Regions from separate parts of the Mus musculus genome. Here region 2 is linked to region 1. Evidence: chromatin contacts called from public promoter capture Hi-C data. All regions are on one chromosome and are shown on one strand. Each heading gives the region's core, a stretch centred on a gene start, on an enhancer-like site or on the middle of the called end of the contact. The rest is flanking DNA. Distances are from core to core; before and after follow the strand shown.

Region 1 (4,159 bases), core at 1,417-3,916:
TTCTCCGTGCCTTCTGCTTCAGTTCCTGCCTCTGGGTCCCTGCCTTGAGTCCCTGCTCTGACCGTCCCCCCACCCCCCACGCCTCCCCCCTCCCGCGCGCCCCAGTGATGGACTGCTTTCCTCCTCCAAGTTGCTTTTAGTCCTGGTGTTTATCACAGCAATGGGGAAGCTAACTAACCCACACTCAGAGCCAGGTCCTGCTGAACTATGGAGAAGGGGTGGCAAAAAAAAAAAAAAAAAAAAAAAAAAAAAAGCCATTTGCCCTCTTCCCTTCCCTTTAATTCCATTTATTTGTTGAAGAAATCCTCAGGTGATGCGAACAGGTGTCTCTAGTTGAGAGCCGCGTATGGACGCTGACGTCCATAAAAGCACCCCTCCCCTTTCTCTAACTGACGGCGTCCCCTCCCACTTTACTCCCATCCAGAATTTGATGTATGGTATGATGAGCCTTGGGAAACAACCTCACGTCAAACGTCATGACCTCAAAGGCTGTTACCCCTTGGTTCAAAACGGCAGCGTGTAAGCAAACAAATAGAACAATTAAATTGGTTTGCTCTGCCTCAGGATCACAGTCTCCTATGTAAGCAGCTGTTGCTGGGGCATGAAGAGCTGAGCAAATGTGTACAGCCTGCCACCTACTGGCCATGTGCGTGAATGCTGCCCAACACATCTGTAAACCACGAGGTCCTGTCACGATGCCTAAAGGCTGGACACAGCTGCACTGGACAAGGCCAGGGTACCTGCAGCCCCTGTCTCCTCCCCACCCCCGTGGCTGCTCTCTGTGTGAGGAGGTTAGGGTTTCCCCACTATGAAGAGCAGTCCAGGGACCTAGGACTCTGTCTGACACCACTTCCAGGGCTGAGCCTGCCACCAAGTGGTCAATCACCACATAGGCCAGTCTGTAAGTTTTTCCTCGAATGGTCTCAGAACCATGGTAGCTAATAGTGGGGCATGTCTTGAGTATTTATCACTGTCAGAACCATAGCCCTAATGACTTACTAACCCTTGTAACAGCCCTTTGTGTTAAAACTATTAGTAGCTCCCAGATTTACAAACATGGAGGTCTTAGCGAGAATAAACCATATTCCACAGCTACAAGGTAAGAAAAACCAAGTTAAATAAAGCACTTAACTATCTAGACCTTCATGGCCCTTGGTCGGATGCTGAACCACTGAGAAGCAGACTGTGGCAGATACACAAGGAACGCTGCCAAGAGAGTTGCTGTGGAGCCGAGAGGCCTGCACGGAGGAGGGGTTAAAAGTGTGGGCAAAAGTCCTGAGTGGCCACAGGAAACCGCCCTAATTATAGCAGAGCGGGAACACAGGAGTAGCAAAGACGCTATCTAATGTTACTCGGGGATGATCTTCACACATGCAGGCAACGCCCATTCTGGAAGCATGTTCTTAAAGGCAGAGAGCGCTTGGCCGTTCTTGCCGAATGAAGTAATCACACAGTTAAGGGACAGCACGGGCCGGGGAAAGAGCCAATCAATCATCTTTAATTTGGGTCCTGTTATCTGTTCCTAAACACGTACATAGTAAGCTCTGTGGTGGTTTTATGATTGCAATTATGAAATTAATGCTGTCACAGTTTGGGAATAAAGGCACCACACGATCGAGAATAAACATTTTAAATAGGTGGACTTTGTTGGCTCTTCTTCGAGGGTCCCCCCCCCCCACACACACACACATGTATGTCCCTTCCTTCGACTTCAGAGGGGCCCTTCACTGGAATCAAAATGGAAGTCCAAAGGAAGTGATTTCTTTTCATCATGCCTTAAAACCGTACTCCTGGCTGTGGCCAAGAGCAACTCCAGCATGAACGTGGCCCTGTTTTGCAAAAGAGAACCAAGCAAAGGTGCTCTGCTGTGCCTGCCCCAGCCCAGCCTGTCCAGATTCCTGAACACCACGTGAAGATGGAGAAAACTGAGCCAGGTTCTTTTCATGACAGTCAAGCCCCCTTAACCTGTGTTCTGGTGATTTCTACCCCACAATACTGACAGAGGTCATGACAACTGAACACACCTGTACGGGGTAAAAAAAAAAAAAAAAAAAAAAGGCATCAAAACACATTTTAAAGTCCCATTAAGACTTTGCAAATATAAGTAATGAGAATTCAATATAGGTTTTGAGGCAACAAGCTATAGTGTTACCATTATAATCCCAAGTAACCGGTAGTCACACTTTTCTCTGCAGTTTGTTGCTAAGCAGTTTTTCCCTTTCCTTGCAAAACATGCCAAAGGCTGCTTTATCAAAGCAGGCTTAAAGAATTTAAATGCAGTGTCCTTACGGCACAAAGAGCAAATTAGCTTTGGACCCCGTTTCTAGCACAAGCACCGGTCTGTGGCTTCCACACCCTGGCTTGGGTTGCCTGCGCATGCTCTCCAGGACTTACAGGTTGGCCAGGCCGGCCTTGCGCACTGCGGAAGAGATGGCTTTGATGGCAGTCAGCATCGAGTTGAGCAGCTGGGTGAGTTCTCCGGTCCCTTTGGCCTGTCGCCCCTTTTCCATAACGTAACGGGTCAGGGTCAGCATGTCTGTCTCAAAGGGGCTTCTGTCCGTCATTGTGCAAATGAGATCCCAAAGCCTCCCTTTGCTCCTTGTAGAAATCCTTGCTCTCTCAAGGCAGCAGCCTCACAGCCTACTCGTTGAAGACACACCTGCACTTGACTGTGCCAAAGTCCGAGGGAAATGAACCCCACCCCACGTGACTCAGATAGCCGGACAAGCCCTCAAGGAAACTTCCCTGGCCTCCCTCCCTGACGGTGGCAGCTGCCACAGTGCAAGAAGCAGGCTGTAAATAGTACTGCGCTACAGGGAAGGGCTGGCCTCAATCTCTACACCCAGTTTTGTTTTGTTTGATCCTAAGAAGCCAGGATCAGCCACAGGTGAAAGAAGACTAGCTAATAAAATGACTCACAAATTCCTCCTATGGGAAGCAAGAGGGCTTTCTGCAGCTAGCCGCCACTGTGTGTCATTCTGCACGGTTGAGACTCTCAGATGGCATATTGGCAGATTCTTTATCTGGGGCATAGGTCACATAACAAACTAATGGCAATCCCAGGGTGACTGGAGCAAGAGTTCTTTCAGGCTTGCTTCTATTAAGCATGTGTAACTGGAGGGATGAGGAAGATAATATTACATTCCTAGCAGAGTGTCTAGTCTCAGGGTTGATTTGCCAGTTTCTCTGGATTTTTATTTTTATTTTAAAAACCCTTGATTTGAAAACATACATCAGGACCGCACTGGCTGCTCTTGCAGAGGACCTGGCTTTGGGTCCAAATACCAACTTTTACTCTAGTTCTGGGAAGCTCCAGTGCCCTCTCTGACCTCCAGGATACCAAGCATGTAAGTGGAGCATGTGTAGGAGACAGACACACGAAATGGTCTCATAAAAAGGTGACCCGTCCAGCAGGTCCAGTTATTCGAGGGTCTCGAGGGGACCTCCTCCTAAGAACCAAATGGGGGGTAGAGAGGGACGAGGGCCTTGTGCGAATAACGACACGGAGACCTTCTAGAATGCATCAAAGCCCCCAAATGTATTAGTCAGGCCTGAGGTTTAAATGCACAAGCAAAAGGGGAAGTGCCTTTCAGCAGGAAGGATGGGGCAATAGAATTGCACAAGGAAAAGGGGAAGTACAGATACTTATCAGCGGGAGGGATGGGGCAATACAAGCAAAAGGAGAAGTACTTATCAGTGGGGGAGGGGCAATAGAATTGCACATTCTTAGGCAGTTACACGTGGAAGCAGGAACTTGGCGGTATCAGGGTATCTTGAGGTCAGGACATCCGCGCTGACTTAGGGCTGGAACAATCTGTGGTTGTTCTCGGAGCGGTGTGCCGGTGGCCCGCTTTTGACCCTCTTTTCTTCTCGGGGGAAGAGGCCCAATTCAGAGATCAGGACAATAGTGTTATCTTAATAGCTCCCAACAAAAACGCTTAAAGAAATACTTTTTAAAGGTGACCTAGAATTAACTGCTTAGAGTTGGCCATGCTCTCTGTTACTGTGATATCCTAACTTTCTCTGATGGCAGACAGACCTGGCTCTGGGTCCCAAGCTGGCTACCCAATATGTGGATTAATTTGAGAGTAATGCTCAACATGTAAGACTGTGCTTTCCTCATAAATTCAGACAACAACTGGTGGAGTGGCTCTAAGTA
Region 2 (4,677 bases), core at 606-3,105, 110 kb after region 1:
CTTGCAGTTTCAGCTGGCCAGGAAAAAAAAAAGTTTAACAAAGTAGAGTTAGCCACTATTGTGTAAGATTTTGGAGATTTGGGAGGCTGGAGAGGTGGCTCAGAGATTAAGAGCCTGAGTTTGGTTACTAGCACACACATCTGGCAGTCCATATCTGCCTGTAACTCTAGCTCGGGGGGAGGGGGTGATCAGTGCCTCTGGTTTCCATGGATACTTGCACTCATGGGCATGGATCCCCACATATACATATTTTAACAATTTTTAAAATCTTTTAAAAAGGTTTGGGAGAGTTTGTGTGGACAGATATTTTTATAACCATTTCTTTTTAAGATTGGTAGGGTGTTACACACAGGCCAGCATTTTAGTGGCCAAAATGAACTAACGAGTAGTAGGGAAGGAGAGCCCCTCTCCTTAGCCTCCTCACATGCCTCTCCTCTTAGAATTGCAAGCCTGCTGAAGGCTTGGGGATGGTAACATAAGGAGTCCAAGAAGGAAAGAGTTACGGAAAGGGGAAACTGTGTGTGTGTGTGTGTGTGTGTGTGTGTGTGGTCCTACAGTGTTGGGTAACAGGAAGGCAAAGAAGTCAGGATTGAAAGATGGAACAAACCTGGTTCTCACTATAGAGTTCAACAAATCTATTCTAGCACTCACTTTCAGTAACTTTTTTTTTTGTCTAGACTTTTATCTAATCCTTCCCACCTGTCACATCAATTTCCAAATTACCTTTTATATGTATCCATTTTTCTCCATCACATCTCACCAGTCCCTTCTTTCTGTGTGCTTCATGCCCAGCACACACAGCAGCCTGCTCTGCGTTTCAAAACTAGTTCCTGTCACTCACTCTTCCCTGGCGACAGAATCCACGCTCCTTGCTTACAGTGGCCCAGAAATGTGCTGCAGGATGGGGCCTTTGGGCCTTGTTGGTTTCACCCTGTGTTCTTCAAGGGCGCCACAAGCTGCATGTACTAGGTGCTTCTGATCCTTCTAGCTGCTTTGCTCGCAGGTCTTTATAGCCTTCCCCTCTCTTCCCAGTTAAATGAGTCTCCTCAGAGGGTATTAGACCTCCTGTAGTGAAGTGGCTCTGACTTCCTTCCATTTTTCAGAGACTTACTTCCATATGTGTACCTCTAAGAACATCCATACGAGAATTAGCTGATGTGGTGCAGCTTAACTCAGTGGTTAAGAGCATTGGCTGCTGTTGCAGAAGACCTGGGTTTGGTGTACAGCACTCACGGGGTAGCTTACAACTATCTCTGCAGCTCCAGTTCCAAGGGGGTCCATTTGTACATTCGTGTACCTAGACATACATACAATTACACACCACCCCACATACTAAATGAATTTTTAAAAAGGGAATATTCTGTTGAACTATTCAGAACTTGCTTTCTCAACCAAAGATTGTCTCTACAAAGGCAAGCACAACTGGCCCACTTTTGTAGCCGCAGATACTGTAACTGTCTGTATGGCGCATAGTATGATCTTATTTAAGGCACTGTGCTGGGATGAATATGTAAAGTCCAATCATATGCTTCAGAAATGTGGAATGAAGAATAAACAGCGCACTCAGGAAGCAGAGGCAGGCTGATCTCTGAGTTCGAGGCCAGCCTGGTCTACATAGTAGGTTCCAGACCACTCAGAACTACACAGAGAGACCTGTCTCAAAGGCAAAAACGACACATTTGTATTTCAGTGAGGCGTGCGTGTAGTTCACGCGTCTGGAGTCTTGATACCGTGGCCACTAGCAGCCCTGCGCCTGCGCAGTAGCGGCCGAGGAACTGGCCTACAGGGGGTGGGAGGGGGAAGCGGCCGACCCTGGCGCGTGTTGATGACGCAATTAGTGTTTGCCTGGTAGCCCGTGGTAACCCGGAGTCTGCGGAAGTGTAGCTGCAGCAGCACCGCAGCTGAGACAGGTAACCTGCAGCTCCGGTGTCAAGCAGCCGCTCCGGGTTATGCGGACCCACGACCTCTGGTGGGGTGAGCAGGTAGGATCCGATCCGTCTTGCCCTGTGGTGAGCCAGTGGGATCCTGTTCGCCTCTTGTGAAGCGAGGCGGTGGGATCCTGTCTGACTTGTCTGGGGCGAGCCCTTGGGATGCTGTCACATAAATTGTAGCCGCAGTATTAGCGCTCAGCACTTGCGGCGACCGCTACCTGCAAAGGTGGTGCTCATGGTAGACGGAAACCACACCGGCCAGCGGAGCGGTGCTTAGAGCTGTTTTCAAAGGTGACAACTGGGCTCGTGTTGATGCTGAATTCAATTCTGATCCCTCGTGCTTTTGTTTTGTTTCCACGTGCAACTAGCGCATTCATTTCAGAAGGGTGTGTTGTGCTCCGTGTGATTTGAGAAGGCTGCTAGTGATTTCCTAGTTGGTAAAGATTAGGTTGTCCCGTATTGGGAGCTACAGAGAATAATATTGTTTACTGTCGACTTGTCTTTTAGACTCCAGGGATTGTGCCCTGCACTTACATTTCATTGTCTCCTTAGTTCATGCAGTATTGCAAGTTATGAACTATTATGTTTGCCTTACAGAGAAAATAACTGAGGCTCAGCTCCATCAAATTGACTGGGTGAAAAATTCCCAGTAACCAAAAGCAAAGGGCAAGTTTAAATTCAAGGTTATGCATGGCTTCAAGGTCTCTCTCTCTCCTCTCCTCTTCCTCCCCTTTAAAAATAACCACCATCAGTGGTCAAATTCCAGGCTTTTTACATTAGTCATATGTGATTCCATACGTTTATTCACCCATCTGACCATATGAATTGTGTGTGTAACACACACATGCACGTGTGCAATACGTGTACGCATGTGGAGACAAGGGATAACATCAACTGTGGTTTCATAGATGCTGGCCACCGTTTTTTGTTTATGTGTTTTTGAGACAGGTTCTCTCACTGGCCTAGAGCTTGCCAGGTAGATTGGTTTAGCCAGCAACTCTTGAAAATGCCCGCCTCTATCTCCCCAGCACTGGAATCACAGACCTGAAACTTTCCACTCAGGTTCTGGGGACCGAACTTGCGTCCTCGTGCTTACACAGCAGGTGGTTTTCAGCCTGAGATGCCGCCGAAGCAGCAGCAGCAGCTGCTTCTTCTTCTTCTTCTTCTTCTTCTTCTTCTTCTTCTTCTTCTTCTTCTTCTTCTTGATTCATTTATTTATTTTATGTATATGTGTACACCAGTGCTCTCTTCAGACACACCAGAAGAGGACACCAGATCCCATTACAGACGGTTGTGAGCCACGATGTGGTTGCTGGGAATTGAAACCAGGACCAGTGGAAGAGCAGTCGGTGGTCAGTGCTCTCAACCGCTGAGCCATCTCTCCAGCCCACTGAGCTGCCTCTTAAGCCCCTATTTTGATACTTTGTAAATATGTTGTAAATTCTCATATTCTTAAAGTTAAGACATCTGGAAACATGTCTTCTTCCTACAGGCACGCGCACGCGCGCGCGCGCGCACACACACACACACACACACAGAGAGAGAGAGAGAGAGAGAGAGAGAGAGAAGAGCGAAAGCACCCTTATCTTTAATTGTGACATACATGGAAAATGATGTTGCTTTGTAAGTACCTTCTATTCAGAGATCCAAGAAATGAGTGATTTTACGTTTGCCCCCCCCCCTTTTTTTCTAGTAATGTAAATATCAATAAATAAATTAAAGGCATCAAGTGGTTTTCTTGCCTTCTTTCTTCTGGTATGCAGTCACAAACATCACTTGGCCTGTGCTGAAATGTGATGACTTCCTCAGAACCTTTGCTGTCTCTGACTCCCCAGGTGCTTTGCATTTGCGTCTGCCGGGCTTCCCCCCCCCCCCCCCCCCCCGTGTACCAAAGGACATTTAAAAATCCATTGTTTCTTACTTATTGTTGGATTAAGTAAGGCCATTTTTGGTTCAACTTATATTAGTAGCATACCCAAAGAAGAAACACCTGGGCTTTCAGTCTTTTCTAAAGGAAGAAAATTTTCTGTGTTCAGAAAGGTGGATTTAAGTTGATAAGAAAGAGCTTGATAGGAAGAAAGGAAGAGAAAGAAAACAAGACACCGTTAGGACACAAAGGTTTATGTGATTTTAGCCATTACAACAGGAGTTCAGAAAGATCTCAAGTGTTACATTGATGTTATCGGTATAACAAAAAGAGAAAAAAAGTGACAGGCAACAGTGAAGAGCACCAGAGACCCAGCACAAACCTAAGACCATTCTCCTTCCTTCAACTGCCAAGGTATTTTCACAGATTAAGCCCCCCACCCCACCCCCTTCTTTCATCTCAGCTTTCCCTAACCTGCTTGGCCTGGGGAACTCAAGCCTTATTCCCGCCCTCCTCCTCCTCGAACTCACCCTGCTCCCTGCTCATCAGCCGTGGCATCCTGGTACTGCTGGTACCAGGTCGTTCATGTTGCTCTCCGCCTCGGTGAACTCCATCTCGTCCATGCCCTCGCCCGTGTATCAGTGCAGGAAAGCCTTGCGCTGGAACATGGCAGTGAACTGCTCAGAGATGCGCTTGAACAGCTCCTGGATAGCAATGCTATTGCCAATGAAGGTGGCTGACATCTTGAGGCCACGAGGAGGGATGTCACACACGGCCGTCTTGACATTGTTGGGGATCCACTCCACGAAGTAGCTGCTGTTCGTTCTTGTTCTGCACGTTGAGCATCTGCTCATCCACCTCCTTCATGGACATGCGGCC

Evidence for each region. Capture Hi-C pulls out chosen DNA fragments and counts their contacts.
Region 2: a contact with region 1 is called in a promoter capture Hi-C map of adipose tissue. The contact joins the promoter of Aopep here to the promoter of Fbp2 in region 1. A contact is called at or near these places in 1 of 39 promoter capture datasets (neural stem cells) and 2 of 9 other capture datasets (adipose tissue and liver).

Annotation. Positions count from the first base shown.
Region 1 is chr13:62,855,734-62,859,892 of GRCm38.p6, forward strand. Fbp2 (fructose bisphosphatase 2) reads right to left here and starts at 2,667. Exons shown (of 7, transcript NM_007994.4): 1 at 2,395-2,667. The coding sequence starts at 2,564.
Region 2 is chr13:62,963,038-62,967,714 of GRCm38.p6, forward strand. It overlaps Aopep (aminopeptidase O), which reads left to right and starts at 1,856. Exons shown (of 16, transcript NM_001289926.1): 1 at 1,856-1,982. It also overlaps the pseudogene Tubb2a-ps1.